Linked DNA regions of Sus scrofa: all the other regions are linked to region 2. A link is a contact called in public HiChIP or PLAC-seq and promoter capture Hi-C data. All regions are on one chromosome and are shown on one strand. Each heading gives the region's core, a stretch centred on a gene start, on an enhancer-like site or on the middle of the called end of the contact. The rest is flanking DNA. Distances are from core to core; before and after follow the strand shown.

Region 1 (4,609 bases), core at 342-2,841, 280 kb before region 2:
TGTTCTCTTAACTGTTTATCCTGTTCTATATGTTCTCCCACACAGAACAAAAAATCTTTGAGATCACTACTTTTACCTTGACCTTCCCTTTTTGAATATCAATTAATGATGATGAATATGAAGACAAAGCAACAACACAGCAGCAGTAGGAGCTAACATGTGAGCTTACCATGGGCCAGGTATTCTATTTAACTTTATATACATTATTATCTTATTTAACTTTTGGAGTTCCCGTAGTGGCACAGCGGAAACAAATCCGAATAGGAACCATGAGGTTGCGGGTTCGATCCCTGGCCTCGCTCAGTGGATTAAGGATCCAGCATTGCCGTGAGCTGTGGTGTAGCTTGCAGAGGCAACTCAGATCCCACATTGCTGTGGCTCTGACTTAGGCCGGCAGTAACAGCTCTGATTAGACCCCTAGCCTGAGAACCTCCATATGCCATGGGTGCAGCCCTAAAAAGACAAAAAACAAAACAAAAAACAAACAAAAAAACCCTTTCAAACAGACCCATGATGTCTAATACATTATTATAACCATTTGGTGACAAAAAAAAAGCTATACTGCAGGGATTATTATTCCCAAGTCTACACATCTGTCGTAGTCCTTCAGGAGAGTCTATCAAAATCCTTCAGGAGAGCACAGACCCCCTTAAATGTCAATGCATAAGGTTGTGTGGATGTGCATCTGTGCATCCAGCTAAGGAAAGGTTTCATAGCTTTTATCGGTATATCAAAAGGTTAGCTCAAAAATGATTATTAGCTGCTGGTTAAACATTTTCAATGAAATCAAACTACAATTCCCAAGACTGATGTTAGCTGTCTTCCACCAGTTACAGCACCTCATCCCCAATCTATCTCCTTCCCTCGCGAAGCCATGATCATTTTCACCAGCTGATCCTCATAGGGTTCCCTACCCTGGAAAGCATCCCAATTCCAAAGCCTACCCAATGCGCCCCAAAACTTAACTGTGGACCCACCATGACACCACCCTTGTCTACTCCAGACCCTACTGACGCCACATGTTCTCCAAACACATACACGAACACACACATTCCAATAGGCAGCCCCTTCTTCCGCCCCATCTTCTTACCCTGTTGTGCCCACAATACACACCCTGATTGAGGTGTGTCTGCCTCACACACTCTACCTCTACATTCAGAGGGACACATACCCCCGTCACACTCAGAAAACTCTTTGTCAGATCTTGACAATCATAACAAAAGTTCCCCCAATAGCTCCTTCTCACACACACTGACCAAGACCTCAGACACAACCTCAAACTCAGTCACCGGATTCACAAACGCAATCTCTCCTCGCCCTCAAATCCTTTCTCTCCCTCTCCCTCTCTCTCACCCACACACACACAGGCTCAGTGGCCAACAATACTGCCCCAGGTATCAGCGGCAACCTCACATATTGACAGTCACCGTGTTCCACAGGCGCTCTGACAAACACCCACAGCCGCTCCCCCGCGAGCACCGCCTCACCCGATGTTGATACAAGCAGACGTTCCCGAAGCCGCCAGTGCCCAGCCGCTCCCGCATCTCCCAGGGCCCGCCCGCGCCCGGCCGCAGCCCCGGGGGCCGCTCCATGGGGCGGGAGGGCAAGCGGCCTTCGGTTCCGCCACAGTTCCAAGGCCGGTTCCGGGCAGCCGCGGATCGCGCGTCTTTCCTCTCGCGAGAGGCCTGCGTCACTTCCGTTAACTGCTGCCGGAAAAGCCCCGCCCCAAGTCCTCTGGGGACTGTTGGGACGCTGCCGGCGAAATGAGAGAGGAGTGCTTTCTACCCGCTGTAAATTCCCTGGACGTTTTTCTGGCGAGGGAACTCAGTTGTCTTTACAGTGTTCAAGAATATAAGACCTCTCCAAACCCTAGATTCCTTTTAAATCACTTTCCAAACCAGTCTCTCCCATATTCATCTTTCTAAACTTCCCATCGTCTCCACCCCTATTTACACTTAACCTCTCTTCAGACCTCTGCCATCTGCCCTCCAGCGTCAGCACCCGCTGAGCTGGCACTGGCAAAGCTACCAAGGATTTAAATATTGTGAAATCTGAAGAACTAGAAAGAATCCTGCACTAACAGGCCCACTGATGCACCAGGCTTCAGAGTTCTCCCCCCGCCCCCCACCTCCCAAAATGATTAATCATCTTCCTTCGACAGTCAGGCTCAGCTCTTCTTTTGCTTGACTTCCTATACATCGGTTCCAGGATCTCGCTTGTAACCCCAAACTCAAGGATGTGACACTGTTCTAGAGTAAAGAATGCTCCTCCTGACTTCGGAAGCTTTTCCCCAAATGCCTCACGGAGCTTGCTGTCAGGCACAGCTCCAGTTATGGGTTTGCCAGCAGGGTTGTTCCTCACTGTGGGGATTGTTTCTGATGCGCCAGGCGGGGATGCAGAGGCAAGCTTGGGGATGCTGTTAGTGCAACAAGAAGCGCTTCCAAATGGTAGGTGGCCTTAGAATAGCGGAACCATCTCGTTTTCGCTTTAAGTCTGTTCTAAGCTTCATGGAACTTACCAAGCTCAATTACTTCAAGTATAACATCAGCATGGAATCAAATTCTCTGAAAAAATATGTCAGCTGTGTTAAGCAGTCATTTGATCCTCCTGAGATTATGTGCACCTGAATCATCATTTGTGTACCCCGGTCTATGACTACTTAGAATTCCAGCTAACAATTGTGACACATGACTGTGCAGCAACAGACATAGCATGTTGAGACTTACAAAGGTGGATGCAGCATGTGCACCACAGCACTGCTGCCGGGTGCTTTGAAAGCTCTGGCTGGGCTTTGACAGCATATGTCCACTATCCCCAGAATCCCTAACTACTGCAAACAGAATGTTGAAATCTGTATGATACAAACCATGTTGTACTATAGGTCATAAGTAATCTGTGTGTGTTGTAGTTTCCCACATGTGCTAGGTAGCCATGGAACTGGAGCATCAGACTTGGAGGTGGCAAATAGTTCCTCCAAGAGCATGTCCCTTAGAGCTAGAGGACTACACATGTGATTGTGGCAGATTATTCTAATAGCACAAAACCCTTATTTGCTAGGTGTATAGTGGAGTGTATCTGATTTCCAGAGGTGGGGCCAAAATCTCATAATTCTCACTTGGAAGAGCTAGGAAGGAATGCAGAGGACCTGAAGACACTGAAGTGGCCATCTTTGCAGGAAATGGCTTGTTTCCCATAGTTTACTTTTTGAGGCTTCTTCTGAATTGAAAAAAAGATAAAAAAAAAAAAATCCTGGCTGACTGACTTCAAGCTCCACAATCTTCAGGTCTGTCAGTTTGTCTTGTGTAAAATGTAGGTAATAAGGAGTTCCCTGGTGGCTCAAAGGTTTAGGAACGAGTGGCATTACTGCTGCAGCGCATATTTCTGCTGTGGCACGGTTGGTTTGATCCCTAGAATTTCCACATGCCATGGGTGCAACCAAGACAAAAAAGAAATAAATGAAATGGAGGTAATAATACCTAGCTCATATTTTATGAAGATTAAGTAAAACAATGTCTGGGCCATAAGTGCCCAATATTTAGGAGCAATTATTTTTCTTTTTTTGCTTTTCAGGGCCACACCTGCGGCATATGGAAGTTCCCAGGCTAGGGGTCAAATCGGAGCTACAGCTGCCAGTCTACACCACAGCCACAGCAACGCCAGATCCAAGCTGCCTCTGTGACCTACACCAAGCTCATGGCAACACCGGATCCCTAACCCACTGAACAAAGCCAGGGATCAAACCCACATCCTCATGGATACTAGTCAGATTCGTTTCTGCTGTGCCATGACAGAAACTCCTGGACCAATTATTTTTCTTTTGGTTTCTAAGATACAGCATTCTCTTGTGATCTCTCTCTGCTCCTTCTCCATGTACTTGTTGGATCACTCTATTTCCAAGCACTTCCTAAATACTGATTATTACTCAGGTTCGGACTATATTCATCTATTTTTTTTAATTTAATTTTTTTTTTTACCGCATCCATGGCATCCAGGGATCAAAGCTGTACCACAGCAGTGACAACACCAGATCCTTAACCCACTGAGCCATGAAGAAACCCCATCATTTTTGTCCATTCTCATAATTTCACCCATGGCCTATATCCTGATGATTCCCAAAACCCTATCACCAATCCAGACCTCCATGAATTTCTAACTATCAAATGATAACTAAAACTCACTATCTAAAGCAGACCTGGTCTCCTTTTTAAAAATATTCCTCTTTTCTTCCCAATTAGACTATAAATTCTAGGACAAAAGGGATCATGCTGGGACATGGCGATACTCCTAGAGTCTGGAAAAAGGCCTAGCACAAGAGTTAAGTATGAATGAGCTTTTTTTTATATCAAAAGATGAATACTATGAGGGCAAAATGGCAAAGGCCTTGGGTCCCTTCTCTATCCTGCGCAGCGAGAAGCCACCTGTGAAAGCCTGGGATAACAGTGGGGCCTAAAGCCCTGGCCCCTCTGATTATAAACACACACTACTTCATTTTGGTTATAGAATCATGCACACAAGACACTTCCCAACCATGAAAAAGCATTTGGATTTTATACGATAGTTTAAATATTTTTGAAAATGTTGATAAACACAATCCCTGTATTTGGAGGTG
Region 2 (4,548 bases), core at 1,398-3,897:
TGAGGCACAGATCAGATGTGGCTTGGATCTGGCATTGCTGTGGCTGTAGCACAGGCCGGCAGCTGCAGTTCTGATTCAACCCCTAACCCGGAAACTTCCACATGCTGCAGGTGTGGCTGCAAAAAGAAAAAAAAAAAGAATTCATGTCAAGGAGTTACCTGGTGGCCTAGTGGGTAAGGATTCAGCATTGTCACTGCTGTGGCTTGGGTTACTGCTGTGGTGTGGGTTCAATCCCTGGCCCAGGAACTTCCACATGCCACAGGCACAGCCAAAAAAAAAGGATATACACAAACTTTATTTTTTTATTTTTTTGTCTTTTTTGCTATTTCTTGGGCCGCTCCTGTGGCATATGGAGGTTCCCAGGCTAGGGGTCGAATCGGAGCTGTAGCCACTAGCCTACGCCAGAGCCACAGCAACACAAGATCTGAGCCACATCTGCAACCTACACCACAGCTCACGGCAACGCTGGATCGTTAACCCACTGAGCAAGGGCAGGGACCGAACCCGCAACCTCATGGTTCCTAGTCGGATTCGTTAACCATTGCGCCACGACAGGAACTTCTATTTTTTTTTTTTTTAGGGCCACGGCATAGGGAAGTTCCCAGACTAGGGGTCAAATTGGACTTGTAGTTGCTGGCCACAGCCACAACCACAGCCAGGTAGGATCCAAGCTGCATCTGCAGCTTACACCACAGCTCACAGCAACTCCAGATCCTCACCCCAATAAGCGAGGCCAGAGATCGAACCTGGGTGCTCACAAATACTAGTCGGGTTCATTAACCACTGAGCCATGATGGGAACTCCTATTTATTTTTAAATTGCTGCATCCACAGCATATGGAAGTTCCTGGACTATGGATTGAATCAGGGACTGGGGAAAAAAAAAAAAAAGAATTCATGTCAAACTCTGAAACATTTTAATGTACATGAGCCTTTTTTTTTTTTTTTGCTTTGTGGGGCTGCACCTGTGGCATATGAAATTTCCCAGGCCAGCCTTGTCTATGACCTACACCACAGCTCACAGCAGCACCGATCCTTAACCCACTGAGCAGGACCAGGGACCGAACTCGATCCACATGGATGCTAGTCAGATTCATTACTGCTGAGCCACAAGGGGAACCCCCTACATAAGCTTTTCTTACCTCGTTCAATAAAAAGAACAAAAGGAACACAATGTTGTAATGTTAGCACTGGAAGGAAATTTAGTGCGAAATCACTGTTTCCGTCATTATAAAATAAAACTGAAGTTTAGAGTCTAAACATAAGTTCACCCAGCTAATCAGAATAAATAATACAGATAAGAAGAACACTCATTTCATTACAACTATGTTCCTCAACCACGGAGTTGGCATACATCTCCATATCTCAAACACTTCATGGGATTTCTTGATAAGATGGGTTTTCCCCCCAATAATTCCAGGTTCAACTTATACAGACTGATCAAGAGGCTAGTCTTCTCCACAGCACAATAAAATACATAGGAAATGATGACAACTAGATATGTGTCACAGAAAGTGATTGGAAAACAACAAGATGAATAGGAGCTGCTAAAACCACGACTGAAAAGAGTGATTCTAGGACAGAAGAGGACGGTGCTGGTAATCACCTCAGATAATTAACCATAGGGATATTATGGGGTTCAGGGGAATACTATCAACTGTAGTAAGGGATTGGCTATTTAATCTGCTTTAAAGTCGTTATGATTTCCACGGCCTTATGGCAAAGATATTGTTAAAAAAAAAAAGATATACACATAAATGTAGCGTATTCCATCTATAAATAAAGCTCTCATGACAGGAGTCCAGCTCCAGCCTGGTCAAGTGCTTGGATGACAGCACCTGAGCCCAGCAGATGCTCAATCTAAATGAAACCTTGCGCTCTGGATGGAGCCAAGGAAGGTTCCTGCTATTCAGGGGCCCTCAAGGGAGCTATTAAAACCTCGGCTTCCTCATTTGAGGAAACTGCCTGAGCCAAGGAGAAAATTAAAGTCCTCTCGGCTGCAGCTGCTCACCCATCCCCTCCCACCTCCCGACAGATAGAGAAAGGCACCCACACCACTGACTTTGAGGGATCAAGAGAAGGTTCGGGGGAAAAGGGTCAGAGTAGAGCCACCCAACCCAGCCGACCTTCTTCCACAACTGCCCAAGGGCGAGGAGACCCTGTCTCACCCCATGCCATCATCTGGGTAAGGCTCGTAGTCTTCTACCCGCATATTATACTTCTTGGCGGCGGCAGCCCGTTCTTCCGGGGTCTTGGGATAGGGTCCTGGGAACATGTCCTTGGTAACATGGGAGGCTAGAGAGCAAAAGAGGGTAAGTCAGAAGCGCCCCCATTCCTCCTGCCGCTGTGAAGGCTTCGAGGTGCAGTGGCTGCAGAGGTCGAAGCCCGAGACTTCAGAGGACCAGCAGACCCGCTACCTGTTTTTCTTAAAAGTACCAACTCCACCTCCGCCCCCGCCCGGACTCAGCCGCCTCAGTATCCACGATAGGCACCCTCCATTCGACACACCAAACCTCAGGCGACCCCTCCCCACACTGAGACCTCGGTGATTCTCGCGGACCTGTACGTGCACCCAACGGCACCACTTTCCGGGCTGCCCTTTGCAGCCATCGTACTCCCAGTACCCCCGCCTTGGCCGCCGCCATCTTCACCTTCTTCCAGTTTCACCCCGCACATGCGCAAAGGCCTGTCACGGCGGCTGAGCTGGGCCAAACACGATAAAGGAGAAACATCTCAAAGGTTCCATAAGGGCGTGGCTTAAATGGTGCTGGGAAGCCCGGGGGAAGGTGAGCGGATGGATTGAGGCAGAGAGGGAGGGCAGGAAGGAGAGAAAAACAAGCCAACCATTGCTTTGACATTTAAGATTGTTGTGTCCTTTTTCTCCCTCAGTTGAAATCAGAGGCATCCAGGGATAACAGGAACTCAGAACCGGGGCATCACAGGTGGACGGCTGACCCACCTTTCCCAGGAGCTCTACAAGTAAAATGACCCTTCCTTAATCTCTAGCTGCTTGCCTTTTTCCTCTCCTTCACTGGCCGTTTCTCCTTCCATTTCCCAACATGATCATTATTGAAATTCAGCCCTTGGTCTCGTTTGTTCTTGTTCGGCTTTCTAGATTAGTTACCTCCTTCTGTTAGATGTACAGTGCAACACAAAAATCGGCGCCGAACTGGTTCTTCAGTTTCAGTCCATGTTTACCTCAACCTTTCCTATCATCTGAACCTGCCTCAGATTTGCTAGGACTTGGCTTTCACTTAAAGCCAAACCACAATTAACAAACACTAGCCTAACAAAAGAATAGGGGGCATTATGGTTTGCATATGAATGTTTTTATGTACTTAAATGGGATTTAATTTACACAGTATAAATATGCTGATATTTCCAGGAACTTTTAGGGTGATTTTTATTTGGAGCAGAGCCCAAAATTAAAGACATTCTCATATTTATCAGCGCAATAAGAACTGTTATGTAGTATTCGGTATATGAATTTGGAGGAAGAACTGCTTCACAGCAACTTGCCCTCTTGTAAATGAGCATCTAATTAAAAGTTCGGAATGGTTGGATGACATTTGTATTCAATCAATAGCAATTTCTGACTAATTTGGTAAAGAAACAGAGTTGGTCTAAATTGTTTATTTTTATTAATATATAATTCACATACCAAAAAATTCATCCCTTTAAAGTGGACAATAAAGTGATTTTTAATATGTTTACAAAGTTGCACAATTACCACTACTCTCTAATTCTAAGACTTTTTTTTCAACCCCCAAAAGAAACCCTATATACACATAGAGTATTCTTCCTTCTTCCACCCCCTGGCAACCACTAACTTACCTTTTATCTCTGAGGACTTGCTTGTTCTGGACATTTTATATAAATGGAATCATACAATATGTGGCTTTTTGTGTCTGACTTATTTTACTTAGTGTTTTCAGGGTTTGTTCATGTTGTAGCATGTTTCATTTCTTCATTACTTTTTATGGCCAAATAATATTCCATTATATGGATATATAACATTTTGTTTATATGTTCATTAGTTGATGGACATTGGGTTCTTTCAACTTTTTGGCTATTATGAACAATGCTGCTATGAACATTCTTGTAGAAGTTTTTGTGTGGATGTATTTTCTTAATTCTCTTGGGTATAAACCCAGTAGTGGAATTGCTGGGTCATAGGGTAATTCTGTGTTTAACTTTGTGCAAAACTATAAAAACTATTTTTCAAAGAAGTTGCACCATTTTACATTTCCATTAGCAGTGTATGAGAGTTCAAACTTCTCTACATTCTCACCAACATTTGTTATTAATCTGTCTTTGTTATCATAGCCATTCTAGTGAGTATAAATGGTTTCTCATTGTGGTTTTGATTTGCATTACCCTGGTGATTAAAGATATTGAGCATCTATTCACGTGCTTTTTTTGTTTTTTTGTTTTTGTTTTTTTTAGGGCTGCACCTGCAGCGTATGGAGGTTCCCAGGCTAGGGGTCAAATCAGAGCTATAGCTGCTGCCCTATACCACAGCCACAGCAACATGGGATCCGAGTAGCAT
Region 3 (4,343 bases), core at 1,727-4,226, 360 kb after region 2:
CTCAGGACTCTGAAGTCAGCTTGAGCCCCCCAACAAACCTGATCTGTTGTGCATGTAACATTGTTTCTGCCGCTACCCCATTCTTTCCCATCAAGGTCAGAGTCTGTGCTCCTCCTATTGTCTTTAACAACTCAGGGTGCTAACCCTAGCTAATGAGTACCCCATAAAAGCACCATATCAGAAGTCACTCCGCTCCTATGGTCTTTGCTTCCCTACCCTCATGCCCAGAAACATTCTCAAATTACACTTTCATGGTCATCTGGCCTTCATTTCTCCAAATTACTTTTCCAATCCTGGCTAAAGTTTTGCCTTCAGTTGCTTTTTCTTTTTTTTTTTTTTTTTCTCTCTTTGCCATTTCTTGGGCCGCTCCCGCGGCATATGGAGGTTCCCAGGCTAGGGGTCGAATTGGAACTGTAGCCACCGGCCTATGCCAGAGCCACAGCAATGCAGGATCCAAGCCACATCTGCCACCTACACCACAGCTCACCTCAACGCCGGATCCTTAACCCACTGAGCAAGGCCAGGGATCAAACCTGCAACCTCATGGTTCCTAGTTGGATTTGTTAACCACTGAGCCACGACGGGAACACCCCCTTCAGTTTCTAATCAGTCTTTTCTACTTTATTCATCAACCTCTCCCCCCAGCCCCACCCTGATTTTTCTCTTCCTTCATCTCCTCACACGCAAATACCTGGGCTCGTTAATATCTTTCACCTAGTGTACAATTTCCAAGCCATCTATTTCCAGCCCACTACCAAGTAATGTGTGAAAAACCTTTACATTAACCATGTGTGTGCACACAGTATATATGTATACACAAATTCAAAGTGAGAGAAAGGATATAAACACATAATAGACTGTCCAACACTATTTGGGGGGTAGGGGAAGAGCCTTAGCAGCTCCCAGCAGTTTTGGTCCGTATGTTAAGCATATTTCGCCCTGCAATTCAAATCTGTATTATTTTCAAACACAGTTAAACAAAGAAGAGCCTTAATGCTTATTAAGGATTTAGATAACTACTTCCCTGTTAAGAAGAGATTTTTTTAAATTGTGTTTTCATTATGACTCCATCTCCATTTATTGATCAAGGGATTTCTTGCCTCACTTAACTTCATAATCTGTTGCTCAGATTAAGAAAATTTGAAAACTATTGTTTGGTAGCATGCGTACAGACTTTAAAGCAATACCTTGGAGGCTGGATGATTCAAATACTATAATCCAAGAAAAGCAACTAATTGATCATGCAGAACGTGTTTTTATGCATAACTCTTTTTTATGGACTGGACTTGCAATGAAACGAATCAGAGTAAATGTTTTGTAGATGTGCTGCTATAGAAACAGGAACTTGCTAGTGTAGTAACATCCGACAGAAAGCAATAATACAAAAGATTGGAAATACTACATGTAAAAAGCCCTTAATAAACAAATATAAAAGTCACTGTTCATTCAACACATATTCTATTATTTTCTTTTTTATGTAAGGAACAATGCTAGGTATAGAAACCTGTTATTAGGAGCAAAAAAATGTCCCTTATTTCAGTACTTCCTTTTTTTCATCCCCACAACCCAGGATATAGGTCTGTATGTATGCTTTGGGGGTGAATGAGAAACCTGTCCGTTCACTTTTACCTTCTTCCCTCCCACCACTTTGCCACCCTGTTAGCCACTTTGTTTCTCATTAATTCTTCCTCCTGAGGGCTAACAGGGAAGGAGAGGAGGTGAACTGCCAGTCATTCAAGCATGCTTAGCTACCAAAGCAGTTAAATCTCAGTACAATAAACTTTAAAGACGTGTCTAAATTCTTTTGTGTCATTTAAGATTGTGTTCCATCCAACTGATTGAACAGGCCTGACAATTAAGACTTGAACAACCTTGAGACTGATATTTTGGTTAATAGTTATTATAACACTATCTGACCTATCTGGAAGATTTTTGTAGTAAGTTCAAAGTGTGAGAGTGTGTCTAAAGAACAAAGGAAAAGGAATACTAATTTGCCCCATACTTATTACATGAGAGACCCTGGGCTGTGCAGTTTGCATTGCTTATCATTTTTATGGTTTACAATTACCCAGAAAAGCAGAATGCCCACTTTATAGACATGGAAACTGAGGCTCAGAGATACTTTGATCAGCCTCTCAGTTTGTAGGGAAAACTCTGGCTAAGAGCCTCCAAAGCACAAACCCTTTACAAAGGAGGATTGGAGATTGCTGGCAGTTTTCACCAATCACTTAACATGGGTGATTGAAAGATGGCCCTGTGTTCCTTTCAAAAATCTTCAAGAATTTGGCTCCAGAGACTTTACGGATAACTCATTTCAGCAACTGAAAACAAAATGCGTTTGTGGAATAAAAACAGTCTTTATTTCAATGAGGTGGGTTTTTATTTGTTTGTTTGTTTTCCTTCTTAAAAAAAAAAAGAGGAAAAGGAGCCACCCCAGCACTTAACAAGAACCTTCACACAATGAGCAAGTCTTCAGATTGGGCTGTGCAGACCACCAAGGAAATGGTGACGGCATAAGGGTACTTGGCCTAAGATGTTAGACGATGTAATGAACAGCTGGGGATTTCTGAGGCACAATTGTACGACACAGGAAGCCCAACTGTTGGCCATCCTGATCGAGGGCAGCTGCTGGGCTCCACTTTACGTCTGCAAACCTCGTCCCTCGCTCTCCTCAAGACGGGTGTCGCCAGCTGCCGCAGCGCCCTTGACAGCCCGCGCCTTCCCGCCCCCGCGCGCCCGCCAGGGCGGACACAGCCCGGACGCCGCGGCGCCCCCACCACTACCCCCATGCACGTGACGGGGGGCAGTTTTTCTTCTCCCCACCCCCTCCCTGAGGCCCCGCCTTCTCCTGAGAGGCTGAGGCTTTCTATTGCGCCACTACTGGACTGACCGCCGTGCCAGCCAATCAGAATATGACGCTTCAAGTAAAACCCGCCCCTTGTTGGTCCTCAGGTTCCTTCCCGCTCACACCGGAGTCACTTCCGAAGAGAGAGAACCGCCATGAAGAGAGAAGGGGGTGCCGCCCACCTCTGCTCCGACAGCCTCCCCGAGACCCAGCAGCAAGACGGCAACCACGCACCCAGCTGCTCCAGCCACAGCTCATGCCGCCGTCGCCAGCGGCGCCGACATGACAAGGCGCTGCATGCCCGCTAGGCCAGGTTTCCCCTCATCCCCAGCCCCAGGGTCGTCGCCCCCGCGCTGCCATCTGAGACCCGGTAGTACCGTCCCTGCTGCAGCGGGAAAGAGAACAGAGAGTCCTGGGGACAGGTACCGTGCAGAGGGCTTGAGAAGGGGCCGGGTCGCGGGGGCAAGGGTATGAGGGAGGACTGCGGACGGCCACTCTTCCAGTTCCCGCCATCCTCCGCGAGCTCAGGCCTCCGCGTCCGGGGCCTGGCAACCCCCTCGCCCCGCCTCCGCGCGGTGGCTGCTGGGAGTTCGAGTCTCCTTTTCTGTAGTTGGGACGCTGTTCTCGGTCTAGTGACCACAGCCTGGCTGGCGATGGACAACCCGCCTTAGGTAGAACGTGATTTTTGCCCTTTACTTTAGCTGGACCCGGGGCCCTGACTGCTAAATGCATATTTAAGTGGTTTTCTGTACGTTGTCCGTTCTAATGCTTCTAGTGGTTGAATCGTTTAAGCCTTTTCTACGTTGTGGGTAAACTTATGTAAGATGTGATGAGGGAAACCCTTCCACGAATTGCTTTATAGTCTAGTATACACGATAAGTTTTAATTAAAAGAACATGCAGATTTGGAATGTGATATATTTTCTTCTTCAGGAACTTTACGCCTTTCCAAGAGGCCAGGTTTTTTTGTAAAGATTTTGTGGGAGCTATGTAATGAGATGGAGAGTTTCATCAAATGACATCCTCTGACAATAAAACGTGTTTAAATTCTCTACGCACTTGGTACTGTCTTTTTTATTTTAAGTTTAAAAGCTTGTAGCGTAAGTTTAACAACAAATATATCTTATAATAATTGTGGTATAGGTCCACAACCCCTTATCTTAATTCCAAAAGCCAGAAAACCGTGAAAACCGAAAGTTTTCGATAAGTTTGGCGCCACATCTAACTTGGCAGCCAAACCTGACCAGAACTAATGGAAAGCTAGAGATGGTCTTTTTCCTATTAAGTGTGAGTATTCTTAAGTCTTGCTGGGGAATATTAATGTGTGTGCTTACAGGGTACAGTCTCAGACCCCCCTGGGGGCTTTACATAATACTATCCACCACCTTTCTAAAATCCAGTAAATTCAAAATTTTTAAACACATTTGGTCCCTAGAGTTTCAGATAAGGGTTTGTGTGCTGTTAACAAGTACTTTTTAAACTAGTTATAAGTAAGTAAT

What was found. Promoter capture Hi-C pulls out the DNA fragments that hold promoters and counts their contacts. HiChIP or PLAC-seq counts read pairs in DNA pulled down with a chosen protein or histone mark.
Region 1: a contact with region 2 is called in an H3K27ac HiChIP or PLAC-seq map of alveolar macrophages. The contact joins the promoter of CHUK here to the promoter of NDUFB8 in region 2. A contact is called at or near these places in 1 of 5 promoter capture datasets (fetal liver), 1 of 47 Hi-C or Micro-C datasets (heart right ventricle) and 1 of 2 datasets of contacts at active chromatin or transcription factors (alveolar macrophages).
Region 3: a contact with region 2 is called in a promoter capture Hi-C map of liver, with 9 times the contacts expected there. The contact joins the promoter of LOC110256637 here to the promoter of NDUFB8 in region 2. A contact is called at or near these places in 3 of 5 promoter capture datasets (fetal liver and liver) and 1 of 2 datasets of contacts at active chromatin or transcription factors (alveolar macrophages).

Annotation. Positions count from the first base shown.
Region 1 is chr14:111,350,078-111,354,686 of Sscrofa11.1, forward strand. It overlaps CHUK (conserved helix-loop-helix ubiquitous kinase), which reads right to left and starts at 1,592. Exons shown (of 18, transcript NM_001114279.1): 1 at 1,488-1,592. The coding sequence starts at 1,592. CWF19L1 (CWF19-like protein 1) reads right to left here. Exons shown (of 14, transcript XM_001929531.7): 14 at 4,520-4,609.
Region 2 is chr14:111,630,901-111,635,448 of Sscrofa11.1, forward strand. It overlaps NDUFB8 (NADH:ubiquinone oxidoreductase subunit B8), which reads right to left and starts at 2,648. Exons shown (of 5, transcript NM_001144842.2): 1 at 2,560-2,648; 2 at 2,168-2,294. The coding sequence starts at 2,644. It overlaps LOC102158751 (a long non-coding RNA gene), which reads left to right and starts at 2,653. Exons shown (of 2, transcript XR_307758.3): 1 at 2,653-2,785; 2 at 2,889-4,402.
Region 3 is chr14:111,993,806-111,998,148 of Sscrofa11.1, forward strand. LOC110256637 (SMC5-SMC6 complex localization factor protein 2) reads left to right here and starts at 2,977. Exons shown (of 20, transcript XM_021072667.1): 1 at 2,977-3,267. It also overlaps the pseudogene LOC110256638.